Regions from separate parts of the Gossypium hirsutum genome. Here region 2 is linked to region 1. The links are chromatin contacts, called in public Hi-C maps. All regions are on one chromosome and are shown on one strand. Each heading gives the region's core, a stretch centred on a gene start, on an enhancer-like site or on the middle of the called end of the contact. The rest is flanking DNA. Distances are from core to core; before and after follow the strand shown. Region 1 has its middle 6.5 kb from the start of LOC107922260. Region 2 overlaps LOC107936264 (ATP-dependent Clp protease proteolytic subunit 5, chloroplastic).

The links. A called contact is a pair of places that touch in the nucleus more often than the background predicts.
Region 2: a contact with region 1 is called in a Hi-C map of leaf, with 2.3 times the contacts expected there. The contact joins two enhancer-like sites. A contact is called at or near these places in 2 of 34 Hi-C or Micro-C datasets (both in leaf).

Annotation. Positions count from the first base shown.
Region 1 is chrD02:46,955,675-46,959,325 of Gossypium_hirsutum_v2.1, reverse strand. No RefSeq gene overlaps it. Among protein-coding and RNA genes, the nearest start is that of LOC107922260, 6.5 kb to the right of the region's middle. Within about 2 kb of position 1,630, at least 8 of the 9 cell types and tissues checked have an H3K27ac peak or open chromatin away from gene starts, as enhancers often do. A contact at or near this core is called in leaf, where this site is marked.
Region 2 is chrD02:47,156,884-47,160,534 of Gossypium_hirsutum_v2.1, reverse strand. LOC107936264 (ATP-dependent Clp protease proteolytic subunit 5, chloroplastic) reads left to right here. Exons shown (of 12, transcript XM_016868964.2): 12 at 1-55. Among protein-coding and RNA genes, the nearest start is that of LOC121215010, 6.1 kb to the left of the region's middle. Within about 2 kb of position 1,899, at least 2 of the 9 cell types and tissues checked have an H3K27ac peak or open chromatin away from gene starts, as enhancers often do. A contact at or near this core is called in leaf, where this site is marked.

The DNA.
Region 1 (3,651 bases), core at 381-2,880:
AGCAACTTTACATAATAGGAGCAAAATCAGCTTGGAAGTCACCTTGGGAAGATTTAATTGTTGGGCATCTTCGAAGTTTTAGCTGATTAATTAGCATCCATGGATGCCCAGAAAAATTAATTTTGGACTCCTGCAATGCAATTGGCTCAGTTCTCAATTATGGTGATTAAATTGGACAGCTTTATATAGAGAAAGAGACCCAGAAAATTCAACTTAAAGGGGACTGATCCACAAGAGAGAGAATAGTCCAAGTCGACCCAATTTGCTGCCCAAATCAGCTATTTTAAGCTGATTTTAACAATTGTAAAATAGCCCTAAACTTTTCCTCTTACCCGTTCCAACCTCTCCATTTATTAAGCTTTCACATTCAAGCACCTAGCTAATTATAGCAAACCATCTCAACCACTCTCCCTACTATCAAGGGCCGAACATGGGAAGGAAGATTGGTTGCTATTTTTAGCAAATGTAAGCCCTCACAAAAATATCATAATCTATTCTCTGTTTTCAATATTTCTCAATGGCATCTCTTGTAAATCCCTCTTCTCTTCTTCTACTCATCAACAGCCTTCCAACACCATCAACTCATCCTCATCGAGTTCTCTAAGTTGCTGCACCCAAGCAGCAGCAATGAGCACAAGGAAACCATAATGTGAAATTAAAAGAAAACACAAACCAGTCACCAAGGATTAAAAGATTATTAAACTTACAATATTGATTTTTTTCAAGGTAAGGTGAGATCACTGAGAAAAAAGGATTTTATGGAGATGAAAATAATATTTAGTGATATAATTGTTAAATAAAAGCAAGAAAAAGGTTTAACTAGGTAATATTTATTCGTGGAGTTTTTAGGACTATATTAAATATTAATTTTTTAAAAAATATAAAAGGATTTTCTTTTTATTTAAATTAATTTTAAAATTTTTAAAAATCTGAATAATAATGACGTGGCTTTAAAAGAAAAAAGATTAAAAGTTCCCATTTAGGTAATAAAGATTTGAAATAAATCTAAAAATCTAATTTCATAATTTAAGTTCTAGCAACCTAAAGAGAATCCTAATATCTAACTAAAATGAATGAGAACTTATAATTCTAATTAAATATAAAATATAGAAACCTAAAAGAAACTTAAAATATCTTAAGTCAATCCTAAAATTTCTAAGGACTAACTACTAGATAAAATAGATCCAAAATCTTATAACATAAATTTAAGCCTAACCTATGTCCTAAAAACATCAACAATCATCATACTAGGAATATATATATATATGTATATAAGAGCAATAATCAAGTAAATTTAATTCAACATACCAATATCATGATAATAAAATATGCATGGTAAATTCTGTAAAAAGAATAAATAAAATGAAATGAGACCCTAAAAACCCAAATTAAAACAAAGGTAATGTTTGGATTAATGGAATAAACAAAATGAATAAGGAAAAGTACTATGGAAACAAGATAAAAATAAATGAAAGGAAAGTAATAAATAAAATGAAATATGACTAAAGATAAATCTTTTTTTCCTTAAATTAGGGAAATGTCGAAACGGAGGGACTAAAGGAGCAATTAATTTGCTCACATTTCTTAAAATCAAGATTAAATTGTATCGACTTTCAAAAACAAAAAGGCAGAAGCCCTAAAAGGGTAAACTCAGGCACGTGAGGGACTGGGCTGCAAACTTTTCATCCCCCACTATATAAGTCAAAAAATAAGAAAAGAACCTTTTGATTTTCATTTTTCTGAAATTTAGTTTTATACTCCCGTTTCCTCTTTTTTGTCTCTCGGGCAGCTCCGCCGCTGGAGAATCCAAGGTTCTTCGGTTTCCAGCGGCGGAGCACCACACGTTGTGATCGGAGACTAAAAAACTTATTGTTTTTTTTCTTCTTCATTTTTGTTTTTCTTCGTTTCTGGGTTTCAAACTAGAAAAGCCTCGTAGGGGAAAATGGAAAAAAGAACTTGAAAATTTTCCCTTTTTTTCAATAAGGGTTCTCCGTTCCAGATCTACGAAATAAAAAAAGGGGGAAAAAGGAAAGGAAAGGAAGCTGGAAGGAATAAACGCATGGATTCACCAAACAGTCTTAGAACCGAGGACTTAGTTCGGTGAAAGCCCTTCATCGGAGCTCACCACCATTTGTTTATGCATGCACGTGAAAGTAAACGGCAGTGGAGCAAGGCCGAGGGTCTACCTTTAACGGCGTGTTCAGGGGCTTCTCTTTTTTCAAGGGCTTTTTTTTTTTGTTTTTTCTTGCAGGTTATTCCGCTTTTTAATACTCGTATTATTGTTAATCTCCCATATGCTTCTTTGTGTTTGTGGTTCTTTCATTGTTTTACCCTTCTTGCTTGTATTCACACCTGCGACACTAATGTGGGCGTTTGGGCTCCGTTGCTGGGTTGGGTCAGACCCAAATTTAACTTAATTGGACTCTGATCCTAATTTAGGCTTGACTAGTAAAGTGGACCTGAAATCAAATTTTAGGCCTTTAAACAAACGGGCCTTTGAATTCTTCTCATTTTTTATAAAAAGAAAGAATTTGGACTCTTCAGTGATAAACCAATTTGGAAGTTGATTGAGCCTTGAAGTGGGTTAAAAATTTATCAGCAAGCTCAATTAGATTCAAATATGGGCTTGTAAAACTGATTTGGATTCACAGTAAGTTTTAAATCAACCGGGCTCAAATCTTTGGGTTTTTTTACTTAACACATTTCAATATTAAGCCCAATAATAATAATAATAATGGCTTGAAAATTATTTTCATTTATTTAAAATTTCCCTCTCTTTAATTTGATGATTTTTCAAAATAAATTTAAATTTTTGTTATGATTTTTCAAAAATAAATTTTAATTTTGGTCTCAACTTAATCATGACGGTTGGTATCAAAGTTAAGGTTGCGAAGGTGTCGTTGAGATGTCGAAAGGAGCAGACAAGTAGAATGTTTCGATGGAGACCCATAGGAGGTCCAAGAAACAAAGCAGATCCAGAGATATGTTGTTGTCTTTGGAAAGTCGTATGGTCAATCCAAATGAATCCACAGGGAAAGTGAAGGAAATACTTGAGGTAGTGGAGACACACATTAATGAGTTAGATCCAATGAAAGAGCAGTTCAAGGAATATGTGTCGAATGCCTTTAGTTCCAATATAAACGCAGTGGATACGCCCCTCAATACTACTGTGAGTAAGCCGACAGAGAAAATGATGCTCTTGAATATGGGATAACAGCTATGAAGGAAGAAAACGAAGCCACAATGACGGATTTGAATGCAAAAATCAAGGAGCTCAAGGGAAAGCTTACTGTGTGCAAAGTTGTGGGTAAAGGGGTGTTGAGTGCAATACTAAACTAAGAGATTGATGTCCCCAAACCAGAGAAGTTTAAGGGGACAAGGTTCGCGAGAGAAGTAAACAATTTCTTATGGGAGATGGAGCAATACTTTCATGCTGTGGGCATCAAGAATGACGATGCTAAGGTAAATACTATTGCTCGATATTTTACTGATTTTGCTCTTATTTGGTGGAGGCGTAGGTCCACAAATGAAAAGCATGGTCAGGCTGCAATTAGGACTTAGGAAGAATTCTAGAATGAATTCAATGAGCAGTTTTACCCTTAATATATCGAGAAGGAGGCTTGGGCTAAGTTGGATCGATTTTCGCAAAAA
Region 2 (3,651 bases), core at 650-3,149, 200 kb before region 1:
TCTATTGTAACAATGCTTCGCTAGAAACTTCAATTTCAAAAGCGGTTTGATGTTATTCTTTACTATTATTATGCTTAGTTCCATTGTTAAAAAAGAAGAAGGAATCTTTGGGTTTTCTTACTTATGATTCAAGGATATGGTTTTGATCTTTGTTCTTATAACATAATACCTCCATTAATATATCTCTAAGAACTACAAAATCATAAACACTTTGACATTCTGAAAAGAGAAAAATTCCAACCACATCATAATTTACACACTGTTCTGATTTTTTTTAAAATAAAAAAAATACTGAAACTCTATCTATCCACTAGACAAATATTGAAAGTCAAGATACAAGTAAAATAACTAAAACTTAAATTTATGAAAAATACAAATACCTTCTATTTAAATAAGAGTTAGTGTTGAGTCAGGTACAGTTAGGTTAGCTTTTTTTTTTTTTTTATTTTCTGAATTGTTTGTTATAATTTATTTTTTTATCTTTACATTTAACTTTAGGTTTAAAAATTTTAAACTATAATTTGATGAAATGATTTATTTAGTAAAAAAATAAAAAAATATATTTTTAATTATTTTACTACTTTAAATATAATATATTCTAAAAACTAAAAATCAATTTAAATTTAATAAAAATAAAATTAATTTTCTAAATCAAAACCATCCACAGGTTTTTTTACCTAAATAATTCAAAAAATAAAATTAATAACTGAAATGGTATGACTATAAGATTATTTACCAAAATGGTATAATTTTACTGGTGCCGCCTGTCAAATTGGCGGCACCAGACTGAAATGTAATGATTTAAAGTATTCATTGATATGTTATGCAATTTTCCATTTAGAATGGCTGCTGAAAAAAAGGGAAAGGGTGTGGCGGCACCAAACTTTAAATATGGCTAATTGCCTTATAAGCTCTCCTTATTTATTATTTTCTTTTTATTCCCTTTCAACTCACTATATTGTGTTTAAACAAGCCCTTAACCTATTTTTGTAGTTAAATAAGCCCTTATCTTATGGTTTTTACTCATAAAAGCCCTTTATTTTAATATTAAAGTAAATATATATATTTTGAATTTCAAGCTCTTACCTTAATTATTTGTTGATGCAATAAAAATTATATACACTTTAACATCAACATAAAATCTAAAAAAAGTAATCAAAAATTTCAAAAGAGTAGTTAAGAATATCATGTATATAAGCACTCTCAAGAAATTTAAAAATTTTAATTTTTTATTTAATAAATTATTCTCATCAAATTCAGATCAATATAAAATGTGAATTAGTTTATATTTTTTTAAATAGCTTTACTTTGGGTAAAATATATTTACTTTAATATTAAAATAAAGGGCTTTTATGAGTAAAAATCATAAGTTAATGGCTTATTTAACTTCAAAAATAAGTTAAGGGCTTGTTTAAACACAATATAGTGAGTTGAAGGAAAATAAAAAAATAATAAATAAGAAAGACTTACAAGATAATTATCCATATTTAAAGTTTAAGTGCACTCGCAATGTCAGCGGTATCTTTTTCCTTTTTTTAGCACCCATTCTAAATAGAAAAATTACATAACAGATCTTTGAATACTTTAGATCATTACATTTCAATTCGATGCCGCCTGTCAACAATAAAATTATACTATTTTGGTAAATAATCTTATGGGCATATAATTTCAGTCATTAATTTTATTTTTTATATTGTTTAGATAAAAGAGGCCCATCCACAACATCCCCGACTTAACTTCTGGATCCTTTTCCATTTGAGTTTGTAAATAATTTAAACCCAGATCAAAATTTTAGGGAATAGAAAGGCAAGTTTCAATGTGTTGTGATCTTATCCATGGACATTGTCTGTCTGGTGGGCGCAGTGCATTGTTACAACACAATGCACAACTTTGTTACAGAGTTAGATGTCAGCACTGCCACAATACGCCCACTTTTTCTTTTCATCTTTTCTCCCGGTTGGGCACGTTTAAGCTCATACAAGTGCCAAAGCAGGGGTCTTGTCTTATCCAATTAATTCAAGTATTAGTTATAAGCATAGGCATAACGGTTTTTTCACTTTAATAATAGGAACGGGCCGGAAAATAAATTATTTAGAATGGTTCACGGGATATGAATATAAAAATAAATAATTTAATAATAAAATAAAAATATTATAATTTTCAAAAGGGGTGTCGTCATATAAGGGAGTCGCATCCCCTTTTCACATGCCATTTTACTTCTTTATTAAATTTTTTTAAAAGTTTTATGTTTATATTTTTTAGTTTTTATTATTTTATTTTATTTAATGAAAAAAGTTAAATTTTTTTAATTCCTAAATTTATAATTTTTAAATATTTTATAATCATAAAATTTTGAATATTTAAAATATTTAACAAGCTGATAAGTTTTTTTTCTAAAATTGATTAAAAACATTAGGGTAAACTACCTAAATAGTCACTCAAGTTTTTTAACAACTTTCTGTTTTCGTTATCGAATTTTTTAATATTTATAAAAAATGATTGAGTTGTTTTATTTTTTAATTTATATTCTTAATTTCTAAATATTTAGAATAATGTACGAGTTGATAATGTGTAAACGTTGAGAGTGAAATGTATTGAATTTTTTTTAGAAATAGAATATGTAAAAATATTAAGGGCTAAATTTGTTATTATACCAATAAAAAGAAGGTGACATCGGTATTTTGTTTTGTGACCAAATACATTTTAACATTAGAGTAACTAGAATTGGAAATTTACCTAAGAGTGGAGAAATTAACAAAAAAAAAAAATTCAGTGACTAAAGTAAGAACTCACTAAAAAACTTGAGTGATTATTTAGGTACTTTACCCTAATGTTTTTATTTCAATTTTACTAAAATTTTATCGGTTTGTTCATTATTTTAAAATTTCAAAATTTATAACTATAAATGCCAAAAAATGTATAAAATTAAGAAATTAAAAAAAATTATCCTTTTTTATTAAATAAAATAGAATTATAAAATACAAACATATAAATAAAAACATATAAAATTTGTTTAAAAATATAAAATATAAAAAGTAAAATAACGTGTGAAAAAGGAGCGTTGTTCCCTTGTTTGGCGACACCTCTTCTGAAAATTAAAATTGTATTTATTTGTATTTTATTTATTTTTATTAAAATATTATATATTATGGGTAGTATCGCCTGACACATTGACAATGCTGCCTTATTGTTCAAACGATCTATTCTCATAAATAATTTACTTTTCACTTCATTTCCATAATTATTTATTTTTCATATTATTAATTAAAAAAACCATAAACATTTGCTTAAAATTAATTCACAATTTTTTTTAAAATTATTCAAGTATTATTATTTAAATTTGAATTAAATATTATTATTAGTAGAATATTCAAATTTGTAGAAAACTCAAATTTAACATTTTCCAATCACATCTTGGAAATCCAAATCTAAATATTAAAATTAAAATTTTAAAAATAATATTTAATCAAACAAAAGAATTGAATTTTAAGTAAAATTTATTCGTAACAATAAATAAATGCAAAATAAATTACCAGAATTAGTTAAATAACAATTCAAACAAATTAAACATAACAATTTCACAACAATTTAAATTTACCTAACAACTTAAAAAATAAGAATTCTAAACCAATTGTAATTGTCAGTTCCATG